Regions from separate parts of the Sus scrofa genome. Here region 2 is linked to region 1. The links are chromatin contacts, called in public Hi-C maps. All regions are on one chromosome and are shown on one strand. The core of a region is the stretch at or near the end of the contact, and the rest is flanking DNA. Distances in the headings are between cores, read along the strand shown. Region 1 holds the start of DGKH (diacylglycerol kinase eta). Region 2 holds the start of RGCC (regulator of cell cycle).

The links. Hi-C and Micro-C count contacts between places; a contact is called where the count stands out from the background.
Region 2: a contact with region 1 is called in a Hi-C map of heart right ventricle, with 2.0 times the contacts expected there. The contact joins the promoter of RGCC here to the promoter of DGKH in region 1. A contact is called at or near these places in 1 of 5 promoter capture datasets (fetal liver), 2 of 47 Hi-C or Micro-C datasets (embryonic fibroblasts and heart right ventricle) and 1 of 2 datasets of contacts at active chromatin or transcription factors (skeletal muscle).

Annotation. Positions count from the first base shown.
Region 1 is chr11:24,968,975-24,972,632 of Sscrofa11.1, forward strand. It overlaps DGKH (diacylglycerol kinase eta), which reads right to left and starts at 1,954. Exons shown (of 32, transcript XM_021065624.1): 1 at 1,679-1,954. The coding sequence starts at 1,738. LOC106505301 (a long non-coding RNA gene) reads right to left here. Exons shown (of 3, transcript XR_002336682.1): 3 at 2,164-2,948.
Region 2 is chr11:25,495,144-25,498,855 of Sscrofa11.1, forward strand. It overlaps RGCC (regulator of cell cycle), which reads right to left and starts at 1,280. Exons shown (of 5, transcript NM_001244227.1): 1 at 1,155-1,280; 2 at 451-636. The coding sequence starts at 1,203.

The sequences.
Region 1 (3,658 bases), core at 704-3,203:
TGCTATATGAAATACCTGCTGAATAAATTAAAAGGCCTTCCGGTATGTACAGAATATAAACCTCACTTTTTTTTTGGAGAGTTCTGCAGTCTGGATAAAGTGTCACAACTCATTAACACATTTCCATTCGGGCTCTAGTTTTAAAGGCTAATAAACAAGCATTTTCATGTTGTAACTTTAAGCAAAGCAAAAATAAAAACGCCGTTCTCTATTTTTCCACGTACCAAGTGGTTCTGGCATCAAGACCCTCAAGTGAAATACATATAAGTGGGTATTTTTCATTGCAATTGGTGTTGACTTTAAGTATCCAAGTTCAACAAGGACTTCATAGAAAAGAGCTCAAAAGTAAAGTTACAAAAACAGGTCCCTGAATTTAGTTCTCAGTTATCGCTGACTTAAACTCCCAAACTGAACTGTATTTTTAATTTCAAGAATAAACTTAATCCCCAGTAATAACCACAATAGAAGAAATACGAGCAGATGGGCAACCTAACAACATGTTCAAATTGACAAAAGCAAAGACAGCTGCAGATACAGATGGATCCGAGTTTAAGGACACTCCTGAAAGGTCGGGAAACAGAAGGCAGAGAAATGTACTTTGGCAAAGGAGCTGGGAGGGTACATACTAGAAAAGAAAAGGGGGAACCAAGCTTGGCACCTGACCTAGAAGCTCTCAACAGGCAGGGGGCCAGCCTGAGCAGATCCTCGGAGTTCCTGGGAAAAGAGCATCCGAACGTGTTGAACAGAACACTGGTGAGGCCAGAAATTTCGGACGAGGTTTTCCAAATAGGTTCAAGAATGTCAACCAAGACGGAACAGCAAACATCGAGGCAGGGCGGAGAGAGCCAAAATTCGATGCCAGGGAAAAGGCAGCCCACACAGGATTACAGAGCTCTGAGTGAGACGGGGATTTCGGGCTAGAATCACCGGAGGGATGTGAGATGGTTCTGACTCTCTGAGTTGGAAGAGAGGAAGTTGAAGGAGTTTGAGGGAACAAATCCCAAGCCCCCAATTCCCCCGTCCTCCTGCTCCTTACCCGCGCACACACAATGCACATGCCCACGTTACTTTCGGTCCCCCAAACTGCCCAACCTCCGCGTTTCACGGGCAGCGAAATCCTAAGCGAAATCGAGGTCAGCTTCCCGCTTCATCCCTGGCAACCCCCTCGAACCCTAGAAAAGCCCGGGGCTTTAGCGGCGAGCAGGAGGCGGAGGCGTGGTTCCCGGCTTCTAGCTGCGATCCGCCTCGCCAAGCGCGGCTCCTTAGGAACCTGCAGCGCCCAGGTGACCGCCCAGGGCGCGGTCTCAAGAGGCAAGACCTGTCTCCTCCGAGCCCTGCACGCTGACCCCCAGTCTGGGCTTCTTTTTGCCCCCTCCCTACCCACCCTCCACGCTCCGAAATCAAGGAAAAAGTTGCGAAGTCGATGAAGCACGGAAAACGGTCCTTGGAGGGCCGTGGTCAGTGGCTCGTCCGCGGCCCCTGGGGGAGAGCCTCGGCCGGCCCGGACAAAGGCGCTCCGGGCGGCGCGCGAGGAGGAGCCCGGGCGGCGGAGGAAGCGCTGTCCCGGGTGGGAAGCAGCTGGGGACCTCATCCCGGGCCATTTCCTGAACGGAACCCGGCCCGGGCGGGGGGGAGCAGAGGAGAAGTGGGAGGGGGCGGGCGCGGGCGCTGTACCCACCGGTTCCTCCCAGGCCGGGCTGCGGGCGCCGGACGCGGGGCGCACGTGCTGCGGCTCCATCGCGCCAGCCCGTGCCCGCCGGCCGCCCGGGCGCGCGGACCCGGGCCCCCGCCGCCGCCGCCGCCGCCGCCGGGGCCGCTGGATGCGCTTTCCTCGCCGCGGTCCTCTCGGCCGCTGCTGCCGCCGCCGCCCCGGCTCCCGCCCGGGGCCGGCCACCGGCCCTCCCGCGGTCTCCGGCTTCCGCCGCGCTGCGCTCTCCCGCCCCCGCGCCGGTCCCTTCCTCCACCTCCACCTCCTTCTCCTCCTCGGTCCAGCTCCGAGCGGTCCGCTCCCCGCCGCTGCCGCGCCGCCGCCGCCGCCACCGCCTCCCACCGCCGCAGAATCCGCCCCTAGCTCCTTCCTCCGCCCCCGACTCCCTCCCCTTTTCCTCCCCGCTTCCCGCCCCTCCCCCCGCCGCCCCCTCCTCCCGGCGGGCGGCCCGGGACGCACGTGACCCTCCTGTCAGGCCTTATAAGGCGCGGAACCGAAAGCGGCTGCAGGGTGGTCAGGGGCACCGGGTGGCAGTGGGGACCGGAGCGGCCTCCCCCGGGGGCCGGACGCCTAGCCGCTGTCGGGAGGACCGGGAGCGACGGGGAAAGCCCGGGCTGGGCCGGCCGACGCGCTGGCGATGGGAGCGACGGTGGCCGCGAGTCCCGGGAGAGCCTCCAGCGCCCCTCTCCGCGTCTCCCTCTCCTGCAACCCGCGCCCGCCTCCCGCCGAACGCCGGCCGCCCGCGCTGCAGGCACCTCCCCTCCTCTGGGCGCTGAGGCTTGAACAAAATCGCGCTGGACAGTAACCGACTTCGACAGAACAAGGGAGATAACTGCAGCCCAGAGCCGCTCCTGAACCAGCTGCTCCAGGGGTGGTTTATTCTTTGTGACGTTGAAAACACTGCAGCTGGCTTAGCATCTGCAAGAGGAGTTAAGATTGAGGGAATACTTCTTTTATTCGTTTTTAATGATGAACGGATTCGTGGAAAGAAACCCGGCTAGTGTGTCTTCCAATTAGACCACTACATTTAAATTAGGGGAAGGGACTGGCTCGCAGGGAGGGCTCCATAATGGCAAGTCACCTCCTTTCGCCCTTTGAAAACACGTTTCCAGTAGAGATTTCGATTATCTTTTTGGCCTCAAGGACGGTTTCCCTCTATGTCCAATCCAAGAGTGGCTTTTCCCAGGTTCTTCCCTCTCCTGGACATTCAGGCTCCTTCTAGCAGCATCTTCCCACGGCCCTTAATCATGGCAAACAAATTTATACATTTTTAAAAACACGGAAAATTTCAAAACACTTGATCCAGTCTGCCTCCAGTCCCCACCGCCTCACAGCCCAGCTCTTGGGGAGGTAAAGCCCCGTTCTCATTATTATCACATCCGTGTCTTAATCTGCCACTCATTTTCTTCTGCAAACCAACTTTGGTGCCCACTTTAAGAGGTGAGCCTGACAAAGGTCACCTGTGGCTTTCAAAATTCCCTAAATCATTTGGTTGTGTCCCCCCCCCAACTTCCTTTTTATTGAACCTGTGCACAACATTTGTCACTGGGGACCAGACTATTAGCCTTGAAACTACCCCTTCCCCTGGCCACATTGACACTTCAGTGTCTGATTCTCTAACCATCTTGCGCAACCCCTCGGCTAGCTCCTACATGTTGGAGTGCCTACATAGTCTGCCCCTGGTCTATTTCTAACCCTGCCCGGTCCATCCAGACCCACTCATGACTTCAGCTACCAGCCATGTGCCGGTAACTCTTAAAGTGTCCATCCCTACCCCAGGGCTCCAGGGCGTAAAGCCAATTCCTCATCAGAAACCTCTAACCAAATGCCTCGCTAGCCATAAACTCAGCTTGACTAAAACAGAAGTTTCCTGCCAGTTATCCATTTATTCTTTCTAGTCTCATTCCCAGTAAATGTCTCCACAGTCACCCAGAGGACAGATCTGAGAAC
Region 2 (3,712 bases), core at 30-2,529, 530 kb after region 1:
ATGAAACTTTTCCTGGTTTCACAAATATTTCCATATGGTACCCTCCCATGTCTCCTCTGACCCCATTCTTGTGGCACTTGCTCCACGCCCTCTGAAGACACTGCTGAGAGGCGGGTGGAGGGGAAAGGAGAGGAGGAGAAGGAGCTGTGACGAGCCCTGGCTCCGGTCCCAGGAGTCCTGCCTGGCTGCGTCTCAGGCAAGCCCTTACAGTCTCCTGCTTCCTGACATCTGCAGGCGACAGATAAACCAGCCTGCCCTCCAAGAGCCTTCGGGGACCAACCTCGGGGGTCTGGTCTCCGCTGAACCCGCCGCCCTGGAGGCTCCTAGCGTCCTAGAGAATCGGTTTACAACTAAGCAAACCGAGCCCGCGAGGCCAGGCTCTCCTCGGTGGGCCGAGTACAGCGGAGTCCCCAGGATTCTGACATCTTCCCTGGCCCGGGCCACACTTACTCTCCGAGTCGCTGAAGCCACTGCTGTCGCTGACACTGGCGCTGCTCCGCCGTTTCATGCGCTCCAGGTGCTCCTCGTAGTGGAAGTGGCGCTCGTGGAACGGGGACGCGAAGTCGGCCAGCACCGCGTCAAACTCACACAGCGCGTCCGTCAGGTCCCCGGCGGCAGCCGAGTCCAAGGCCGGGGCTGGGGCAGGGACCGCGGGCTCAGGTGAAGGGGGTGGGGGGGGCCGCCACCGTTCCCCGAGGATCGCTAACCAACACTCGCTGCGCGTTTGCCCGGGGACAGCCACGCTGTCGCTGCCCGCTGCTGGCTGTTACCCTTTACGACTCTCCATCACCCCCTAAAGCGCTCTCTACTATCCACCCATTTTAGAGCTAAAGAAACTGAGCTTCCGCTGGAAAAGTTGCCGGCCAAAGGTCACGGAGCCCACCGACACAGCCCACCTCTCCCACACTCTGTCGGGTACTTGTCCCCCCCGCTCACTCCCCGGTGGCGGTGGGAGGACTGAGTCAGGATGCGCCCGTGACGTGTCGGGCTGGCATCCCCAGCCCCGCGTGGAGAGGCGGCTGAACCCTCCCGGGGCAAGTCCCCCCCACCCACCCCGGGGAGGCTGGGGGAAGGGTGTAAAGGGACTACGCGGGATCCCCTTGCTTCAGCCCCCAACTCTCAAAGGCCCGGCCTTTAAGGCGACCCCCACTCACCTGCGGCCGCGGCGGCCGCGGGGCTGCCCTGTGCCGCGGGCGGCTTCATGGGCGGGCTCGGCCCGGCGCGCGTTGTGGGTTCCTGCGAAGTCTGGGCGCGGGGATCGTGCAGATGCTCCCGCTGCCCCGTCTCCTGGCCGCGCTCCTGCTCTGCCCGTCCGCTCCACTGGCCGCACTCCCGCCGCGCGGTTGCCTACACCGCCCGCCCTCCCGCTCTTTCCCCGGCCGCCGCCACCCGCCGCCCCAGGTCTTATAGCCGCCGGCGGGGGCGGGGCGGGGCGAGGCGGGGCGGCGCCGCGGGAGCTGGGCCTCCGGGTCAGTCCCCTCCGCTGCGCCAGGAGACGCCCCTGTCCCCCAGGCACCGCCCTCGCCACGCGCCCTCCCGGGAACCGCAGTGACGCGGAGTCCGGGTTACAGTCCCAAATATTTACCCGGCGCTTTCCCCGCGTGCCCTGACAACGCGACCTACGAAAGTGGCTTTGGTGTCACCAGAGCCCCAAAGACTTGAAGGCTGGTGCTCGGCTGCTTCCCGCCCTGTGCCCTTAAGCTCCTCGCGCCTCAGTTTCGTCGTCTGTGCAATGGAAATCCTGATCCTCCGGGGTTTGTGGCGAAGAATAAAGTGGCCAAAAGCCGAGGAAGACCCAGACCCGTGTGGGGACGCAGGGGGCGGTCCCCCGCGCCTCCTGTCCCCATCGTCTCCAGGGACTCGAGGGTTGTGGGCAGATGGAGTGGACAGAGCCCGCGGCCAGAGGGACAGAGGTCGGTGGTGCCACGTCCTTATGAACCCTTAGCCGCTCCCATCCCGAAGCCCGGAGCCTGACTCCACTCCTGGGCGTTCACACCAGCCCCGACTTTATGCGGAAAGAGTTTGTTAGGGAAAGAAATCCCTGCGTAGATGCAGCGCGAACGCGGCGCGTCTCTGTGTCCCACACTGAGTCACCCCGCCCAGCCGCCTGGCGGGGCACCAGTCGTAATGGTGAAAGCCCTTGCGCTTGCCGCAGGTGGCTTCTTCCATACAAAGCAATCAAAATAAACCCCTTGAAAAATTCGGTCCCTCGGGTGTACTAGACACACGTCAAATGCCCGACAGTCATCATGCTCTTGGACCTGGCTGCCAGGGTCTCTGACCCACAAACTGGCTTTAGAGGGAAGCCAGGCATCTTAGCCAGGGTATCAAGGGCTTCCTGGGTCAGGTCTTGGCAGGCACTTTTGCCAGGTCCGCAGTAACCTGGAGAAGCAGCACTGCTGCTTGTTTAGGAGTGAAGCTGAGGCACAGAGAGGCTAAGTAGCACACGAGTCCCACAGCAATGGAAAGGCCCATCTGTTTGGCTTCAGAGACAACACAACCTCGCTTTCTGCCCAGCGGAAGGCAAACAGAGCAGACAGGAGGAAGAGGCTCCAAATAAGGGAGCAGATAACCCAGGTCCTTGAAGCAACAAGGCAAGGCCTGGGCGTCTTTTTCTCTTCTTTTCCCCACCTCCCTTATTAAAACTCTTTTTTCTGTCTTTCCCTCCCTCCTGCTCTCTGACTTGCTGCGGTGCCCACTGGGGATGCCAGGAGCCAAGAAAGCAGCAACCGATCTGGGAGCTGAGGCCAGGGCGCTGCCCTCCAGAGGCAGCTCTCCCTCCTTGGCCAAGGTAGGGTGCAGGGTGCTGGATGCCCCAGCCCAGCTCTTGCATGATGGCTCAGGAACCCTCTCAGCTAAAGAATCGGTTAAGCTGATCTTCAAAAGAACCTACAGAACAGCCTCACTTTTTAGCAGCCATGCCAGTTTACTAAGACAGTGACAATGCAGTTCACCAGGAGAGGTTGGTTGGAGAATTAACATAGGTCTTTTCTATCAAAGGAAACCTTGGTTACTCCATGTTGTTCCTGCTTTGTCTGCGATCCCCTCCTCCACCCCCCTTTTTTCCCCTCTTCTCCCAGGAACAATTTGTTTCAAATTAGCCAAGGAGAAGAGTGTGTGCCCTGACCTGATCAATGGGAAGGGGACAGATGTACCGCCGGCATGAGGGATAGATAGTGGGTTCTTCCTTCTTGGCGGCATGTTTTTGACCGCTTTCACCCTTCTGCAGAAATCAAGAACTTTGTGGAGATTCCCCCATGTTCGTGTTCGTGTGTCTTACACTGCCGATCCGAGCCAGGGTCACTTTTCCCCCACAGTTGGTGTCATTTGCAATCCATAATAAGGGAACACTCTCGCCCAAGCACTGGGGAGATGGATGAGCAGCGGCTTTGACTCAAAGTGTCACCTCCCCTAGGATGGGTGTCCCTTCGTTTATGGAGAATGACCACTCCCTGTCTTTCTGATTAGAAATATAATTTTAATGCACAGGAACACAGAGAAGTCAGTAAGAGCACTCTACGTACCCGCCTCTGAGAATTAACACATGTTAATGTTTTTGCTTTGGATATTTTTTTGAGATATGACATATACGCAATAAAGTAAGCAAATCTTGAGTGCACAGTTTGGTAAATTTCTACCTGTGTGATAACCCTCCCGTTCAAGACGGAGTATTTTGGGAATTCTCATCATGTCTCAGCAGAAATGAATCTGA